2 separate regions of the Cricetulus griseus genome follow, and region 2 is linked to region 1. A link is a contact called in public Hi-C data. All regions are on one chromosome and are shown on one strand. Each heading gives the region's core, a stretch centred on a gene start, on an enhancer-like site or on the middle of the called end of the contact. The rest is flanking DNA. Distances are from core to core; before and after follow the strand shown. Region 1 holds the start of Nox4 (NADPH oxidase 4). Region 2 has its middle 33 kb from the start of Nox4.

Region 1 (3,784 bases), core at 946-3,445:
TAACTTCTCAGAGACAAGGCATCACAACAGACATGGGTTCATGTGAAGACTTCTGATCCTGCTGAGTAGAGTCCCTGAGGGCTTCTATTAGGAAAAGATAATTATTCAGAGTTTAAAAATTCAACAAACATCATCAAATTGGTATACCATGAAGCAAGAATCTCGGGAAGACATGGATGGAGATGTGAAAAAACAGGACAAGTTGGGAGGATAGAAGTAACTAAAGAATCAGTAAGGACAGAAACATATCATTGTGAAAGAATTATTGGAGTATAATTTTAGTAAGATAGACTTTTTCCCTGATTTTCATTTCCTTTACTCAAAGCAATTTATGAGTATATACTCACATTCTCAGATTGTGCTAGCCTCTGGGGGACATAGAAAAGAATATAAATAGAGATAGTGCTTATCTTTGGGGAACTTTCAACTTGGGAAAGAAATGAACATTAATCAATGGCACTCATTAACCAGTATATTAATCTATGGCATCAAGCTATGGAAAGGCCCAGGACATGAGGAAGCTTGGTGACCTCAAAGAGCAAAGAGGGAGCTTCAGTTTTCCTCATAAATCTAATGGAAACTATAATGCCATCCAGTGCCTTTGCACATTGTCTAATTGTTTGTTTGTTTGAGGCAACATCTTTGTACACATATAGACCATATTGAATTCAAACTTGCCATCCTTCTTGCCTACTGAGATTACAAGTATCTATCACATACCCAGGCAAATTGTGATAGTATTATAATCCTAAAAATCTTCTCATTTAACATGAGATTAATGATTTTGGCTTCATAGTTCCATGATACTTTTAGAAAGGGACATTTAGGAAGTAAAAGGATACTAGATCATCTTATCTTCTTAGCATTTCAAAGTTGTCCAAGTGTGCAACCAGAAATGTGGAATTAGGTGCTATGAATATTTTTTGGCTTTTGGAAATTTTCTGTTTGGAACATTAAAAAATAGAGTTCCACAAGCATTTGGGAATTATCCAGTCAATGGATGTGCTTAGGAGAAACAATACACCAAACAGGACAAATATACCACAAACAATAGACACCATTGTCTTCTGAGAATATGCACTATATTGGCAACATGAATGCCAACTGGCACATCTCTACACATCTGGAATGACTGTGAAGACTGCAAATCATAGTCATACTTGTGGTCTAAAGCAACAGCTTGTTCAGTAATGATGAGATGATGTAGAGAGAGAAGCAGGAATATTTGCCTCTGGGAATCTACTACATAGTGTTATGGCATCATGGATCATTGGTTATTTACTCACGTTCCTCAGTATACTCATGTGCAAACTGAAGATGGAGAAGGTTCCCCCAATTGTATGGAAGATACTTGGGGATGAAATGATAAAGGATCAGAAGTGTATTGTGAAATAACTGAAAGAAAAACAAATTTTAGTTTCTACTGAAGTTGAAGATGGTTAACATTTTGTAGATGGTATGTGTGTTGTTAGATTTGAAAAGTTTCTCTAATTGTGGAATGTTTCAGTTAGTCTGTGCTGGCAGTAATTCATTTTCTTATTTTGTAACAAGTCAATGGGTGCATTATTGTGGCACAAATGTGTATGCATTTTATAGACATAAATTGATGTTTAGTTCTTTTTTGCAACATTTTTTATTAGTTCAAAATAGGAACAAGCTTGCTTCACATGCCAACCCCTTCTCCCTCACCTTCCCTTCCTCCAGCCCTCGTCCCCAAACCTCCACCTGTCCCCCTCCCCATCCACCCTCACTCCCTAGGCAGGGTAGGGCCCTTGAAGGTAGCTGATGTTTAGTTCTTAATTATACATTGAAGCAATAATCTTTTTGTTAATTTTATTGGTCTATGAATTCCAAAAGTTTGCACAAGTCTTTGGTAAAAGGCAATTCCAACAAAAATGTGTTATTACTCAATTTTAGTCAAGACGTTTTGATTGAATTTTTTCCCCTGGAATTCTTAACTTGCCTTCACATTGTAAGACTTGTTTTTCAGCACAGCATCCGGTCCTCTAGGGCATGAGAGCCTCTCCAAAGTCTCTGTTCCTTCAGGAGCTGCCATAGCCATGTGAGTGCACAGGAGACATTCCCCAGAGACTGAGTCACATGGTGGTCTGCATTTGTTTTGTATAGAAATGACAGTGAGTCACTGTCTGGAACTCACCCCACTCTTCAAAAGCCTCCAGGCTACTTTTCTCTTGCTCTTTGATGGGTATCTTCCTTGCCAAGGGCCTTAGGGATAAGGTAAGGTTTCCTACTTTTTTATCCTGTTAGTTGCTCAAAGGTTGTGGATTTTCTATCAGTTGCACAGCACCTGGGAAGGGCTTTTCCTTGTTTCTCCCTTTTTGTTTCTTGGAAAAACACACATCGTCTTCCTTTTGAGTTTTAATACTACTGTGCCTTGGCAATCAGGCATTTGCTAACAAAGGGAGTAAACTTGAGAATTTTTTCTGCTCTGTCAATCATACTTCTAATATGTAATTTGTGGGTTCCTAAAAGAAATGCTATTTAGAAGTGCGACATTTTTATCCCTTAAAGTGGATTTCTTCAAAAGTCGAAAATAAGGCTGACATCTTCAGTCCAAAAAGAGAAAAAAAAAAGGAAAAAGAAAATTAACAGCAATTAATTTAAGTGCAATAATAGCAGAGTGATTAATAGCTGCCACTAAAAGAACTGGTATCTATTCTCAGGCCCCTTAAAAGTTATTTTATATAGAAAAATGCTTTTGCAGTTATGATTAAAGATCTTGATATGAGAAAATTATATACTTGAGTTCTTGTTACAATTACAATGTGTCTTTAGAGGACAGAGTAATGGCAGTTGAAAGAAAGGAGAATAGTATGACCACGGCAGCATAGTCAAGGACCAGGCATGCACAAGTCAAAGATTACTGTTAGCTACTAGAAGCTGGAGTGACAAGGAACAGATCTTCTACCAACACCTCAGTCAATAGTCCTGTCAACATCTTGGTCTTAACTCGGTAGCAATGACTTCAGATCTCTGAACTTCAGAAGTGTTAGGGAACAAAAATATTTTGATGGTTTGAAATGGAGAATTCTGCAGTAATTTGTAACAGCAACAGCAGGAAACGAATGCAAATGTCCACTGTCACAGATGCCTCATTTAACTTGTGGGAAAGATGATAGCCACATGGAGGTATATTTTTCTTTTTTTTAAATAATTTTTTATATTTGAATTAGAAACAAGATTGATTTACATGATGATCTCAGTTCCCTTCTCCCTCCTGTCCTCCCCTACCACCCCCCAACTAAAACCCTACCTATCACATAGCCTTTCTTTTATTCTTCACCTGACTCAATCTTTCTGCTCCCTCATGACCTCTGCATCCTTCCTCTTCTTCCCTTCTCATTCTTGTAGCTCCCTCCCCCCTCTTCCCATGCTCTCAATTTGCTCAGGGGATCTTGACCCTTTCTCCTTCTCCAAGGGACAATGTTTATCTCTTGTAGGGTCCTCCTAGTTTACTAGTTTCTCTGGCAGTGTGGATTGTAGGCTGGTAATCCTTTACTCTATGTCTAAAATCCACATATGAGTGAGTACATATCATGTTTGTAATTTTGTGATTGGGTTACTTCTCTCAGAATGGTTTCTTCTAGTTCCATCCATTTTCCTGCAAATTTCAAGATTCCATTGTTTTTGTTTTCGCTGAGCAGTACTCCATTGTGTAAATGTACCACATTTTCTCTATCCATTCTTCTGTTGAGGGGCATCTAGGCTGCTTCCAGTTTCTGGCTATTACAAATAGTGCTGCTATTAACATCGTCTTTGTTGT
Region 2 (3,784 bases), core at 382-2,881, 34 kb before region 1:
AGAGATAGCCTCTCAACATGGGTTACTACAAGATTCCAGTTGCATACTCATGTGATTAGGTTAGTAAAGCAGGGAGTGTGGAGTGGGAGTACTTGGAAACTCTCTGGTTGCTTCTTATAAGGGCACTAACTCCATAAAGAGGATCTCATTATCATCAAGACTTCATATAAACTTGATTGTGGCAAAAAGATCTTATCTGGTAGCAACATCATATGGGAAATAAGATTTTAGTGATTGAATTAAAAGGAGGACACATTCAGTCTATATTACCGGGCTTCCAGACAGCAGGATCACAGAGAAGTTACCCCTGCTGTGTTTTTTACTTAACTTCTCATTCAAGAGACTGTGAAATAAAAATAAAACAAAACAAAAATCAGGTAGTTGTTATAAGCCTATAATCATTGAGATTTAGAGCATAATTTCACAATAACATATAAATTAATTTAAAAGACAGTATATGGCAGCATCTTCCAAACACTCTGTGAAACAACATTTTTCATTTAAAGTAAATGAGTTCTCCAAATTAATATAAATACATTTTAATTGTGGATTTTCATAGGCTTGTAGAAGTGGAGCATGAACTGTAAACATAAAGACTCAATTTTCAGAAGCAAAATTTCACAAAAAGCTTTTTGTCCATATCATTAGATGCTTTACATAAGTAAACATTATAGTAACCCAAACAGTGGTTTGAAGTTTGCATGAAGACTTTCAGTAATTTGATTGTGGCATGGGGGGGGGTGTTTGATGGGGGATGTGCTTGTACAAATAAAGCCTGTCTGAAGTTCAGAGAATGGAGCTTGTTACTAGCTAACCATAAACGTCTGGAGGTCCATTCTCTGACCTTCAGACAGGCTTAATTTGTACAAGAAAGATATTACCACAGTTTGTGGGGAGGAAAAATTAAAATCATAATGCAGAGATTTTTTTCTTGGCATTAAGGTAAGATTAAACAACATAGAGCTAGATAGAAGTTACTCTGCATGCAACTGGAGAAGAAAAGCAATCATCAACATTTCCCATGTACAAATCTTTTGACATATAGCAGTGACCTGCCTGTAAAATATATTGGTATAACAGTGGCACAAATGTTATGGACATAACCAACCACCAACCACTTTGTGATTCCATGAGATGGAACCTACACCTGACACTGTTAAAGTGGATAAGAACCTGAGACCAGATAAGTCATGGGCCTAGGAGAAATATTTATACTATTATTTTGGTAAAGGAACATACCAATAAAATTACTCCTAATGGCATACCCTTAGATCAATGCCTCCCTCAGCCCTCATCAGAGAAGTTTTGTTTTATTTTGTTTTTTTCTTTTTTTTTTTGGTGGGAGGGGGGATGGAGCCATAGATTAGAAATAACATAGAGACCCACAGTGGACAATATTTGAAGAGTGACAGTCTTCAGAGCACTCAGTCCTAAATGGGATCTTTTCATCAAAGTCCTCCCCCAAAGGCTCAGGGATCTAGGTAAAAGAGGAGGCAGAAAGATTGTGAAAGTCATGATAGATGACTCAAAGGAAATAGTATCTTCCAAACACAACATGATTCATGCTCATATGAGCTCACTCAGTCCTAAATGGAATGTTTTCACCAAGGTCCTTCCCTCAAGGCTCAGTGACATAGGTGGAAAAGGAAGCAGAAATATAGTAGGAACCAGATGTGATGGGCCGCTCTAGGGAAATGGTATATTATGAACACAGCAGGATTGATGCTCACATGAGCTCATAAAGATTAAAACAGGACTCACAAGGCCTGCACAGGCTCAAGTCAGATATTCCAGCATTGAGAGGGAGGGTGGACATAGGCTCCCTTTCCTGATCAAGAAGCTATATGCAATTTATACCGATGGCAAAAAAAATCAATTTCCTACAATGGAGTCTCAGTAAATACATTACATACTTCAGGGAAAACCACTTGCCCAGTAGTAGCTGAACAACACAAATGAACTCAATGGTGTTTTGTAAATTCTCTGTCTCATTTTGTTTTGTTTGAACATTTTTTTGTCTTATTGGTTTTTTGGCTGTTTATTGTGTTTGTGGGGTTTTACTTTTATTTTTTGAACTGTATGGATGTCTCTTGCTTTTGTGGAGTTTTGTTGTTTGTTTTGTTTTTGATAGTTTGATTTAAAGAGAGAGAAATAAATGTCATGTGGTTAGAGAAGTGAGGATGATCTATGAGGATTTGAAGGAGGGAAACATAATGTATTAAAATGTTTTCAATAAAAATAAAATAAGGCAACTGTATTGGGTAATTTTATGTCAGACTGAAACAAGCTACAGTCATCAGAGGAGTCTCAGTTGAGAACATGCATCTATAAGATGCAGGAGTATGGACGTTTATAAATTTGTGATTTTAAACCATTGTAGGTGGTGTTATCCCTGGGCTTCTGGCCTTGGGTTCTATAATAAACCATACTGAGCAAATCATGAGGAGCAAGCCAGTCAGCAGCACTCCACCTTAGTCTCTGGATCAGCTCCTGCCTCCATTTTCCTGATATGTTTCAGTTTCTGTCTGATTCTGTTTATGATGAATTGTGATGTGGAAATTAAGAATGTAAGCTGAATAAACTCTTTTTTGCCCAAGTGGCTTTTGTCATGGTATTTCATCACAGCAATCAAACCCTAAAACAGTGTCTCAAAAAAAAAAAAAGATTAACCAACATGGAAATGAAATTATGAACTCTCAACAAAGCCAATGCATGTGTTAAAAACTTCCATGAGCACCACAGGGAGCAAATAAATGAGGCAGATTTGGTAAGATATTCTGCAAGTATCGGGAAACTAAGAGTGGGTTGTTTTCTCATTTATGATTTTTAAGCTGGAAGGCAGGTTGAGTTAATGCCAAATTACATGGTAAACTTATAAATAAAACCAGCAGAGGAGCTGAAGCAATAGATAAAAGCATGCCAAAGCAGTGCCCCAGCTAGTATCTGGTTTAAAATAGGATGAGAAAATAAAACAGATGTTCTGAAAGTACGTAAGTATTTTTTAAGGAATCAAGCATAGGAGGATGATTTTAGTAGAGATTTGAATCAGAGACAGTGATACAAACCATATATGCAACCAGTTTCTTGATGTCATATGTGTTCAGATATCTGAAGACAGTGTTGGGAACAAGAACCAAGAGTGAGTCCAGCAGAGAATAGAATAGAATTCTACATAATCAGCTCCAATCTGGAGAATCACAATTAGAATACAGAGGTAAGTGTGGGTGTAATGGGCTTGTTAAACTTTCTATATAGTGTAGATAAACATCAGGTGGGTAACAGGAATATATCTAACAAAAACTTTAGCCTCTCAAGGTCTTATCAGTAGTTTAGCCTTAAGGGTGTATTAGTTATTTCTTTTTCCTGTGATGAATTAATTGACAAAAGAAAATTAGAAAAGGCAGAGTTTCTCTTGCCTTAAAGGTAAGATCTTCAATCCATCAAGGCCCAAAAGGCATGGGATAAGAGTTGCTCTAATTGTGCTACTGGGAACATGATGTATGTGATTACATTCCATCCAGCCTGGAAGAAGGCAGAAATGGAGTTTAGTGCTCATCTCACTCTCTCCCTTTATTTTCTTCTTCCAGGACCCCAACTCAAGACATGGTGCCACTCACATTCAGAATGTTTTCTCTCCATAGTTAAAATAGTCCCTCAAATATGCCAGAACTGTGGTTCCTAGTTTATTCAAATCCAGTCAAGCTGACAAGTATTCCAAGCTCATTCCTTGCCAACTTGGCATAAAAATATCATGTTTGATCCATGTAAATTACAACAAAGGAAT

What was found. A called contact is a pair of places that touch in the nucleus more often than the background predicts.
Region 2: a contact with region 1 is called in a Hi-C map of fibroblasts, with 1.7 times the contacts expected there. The contact joins the enhancer-like site here to the promoter of Nox4 in region 1. A contact is called at or near these places in 2 of 8 Hi-C or Micro-C datasets (the CHO-K1 cell line and fibroblasts).

Annotation. Positions count from the first base shown.
Region 1 is chr3:111,615,367-111,619,150 of CriGri-PICRH-1.0, reverse strand. Nox4 (NADPH oxidase 4) reads left to right here and starts at 2,195. Exons shown (of 18, transcript XM_027407585.2): 1 at 2,195-2,238. The coding sequence starts at 2,203.
Region 2 is chr3:111,648,333-111,652,116 of CriGri-PICRH-1.0, reverse strand. No RefSeq gene overlaps it. Among named protein-coding and RNA genes, the nearest start is that of Nox4, 33 kb to the right of the region's middle. Within about 2 kb of position 1,631, at least 2 of the 6 cell types and tissues checked have open chromatin away from gene starts, as enhancers often do. A contact at or near this core is called in the CHO-K1 cell line and fibroblasts, where this site is marked.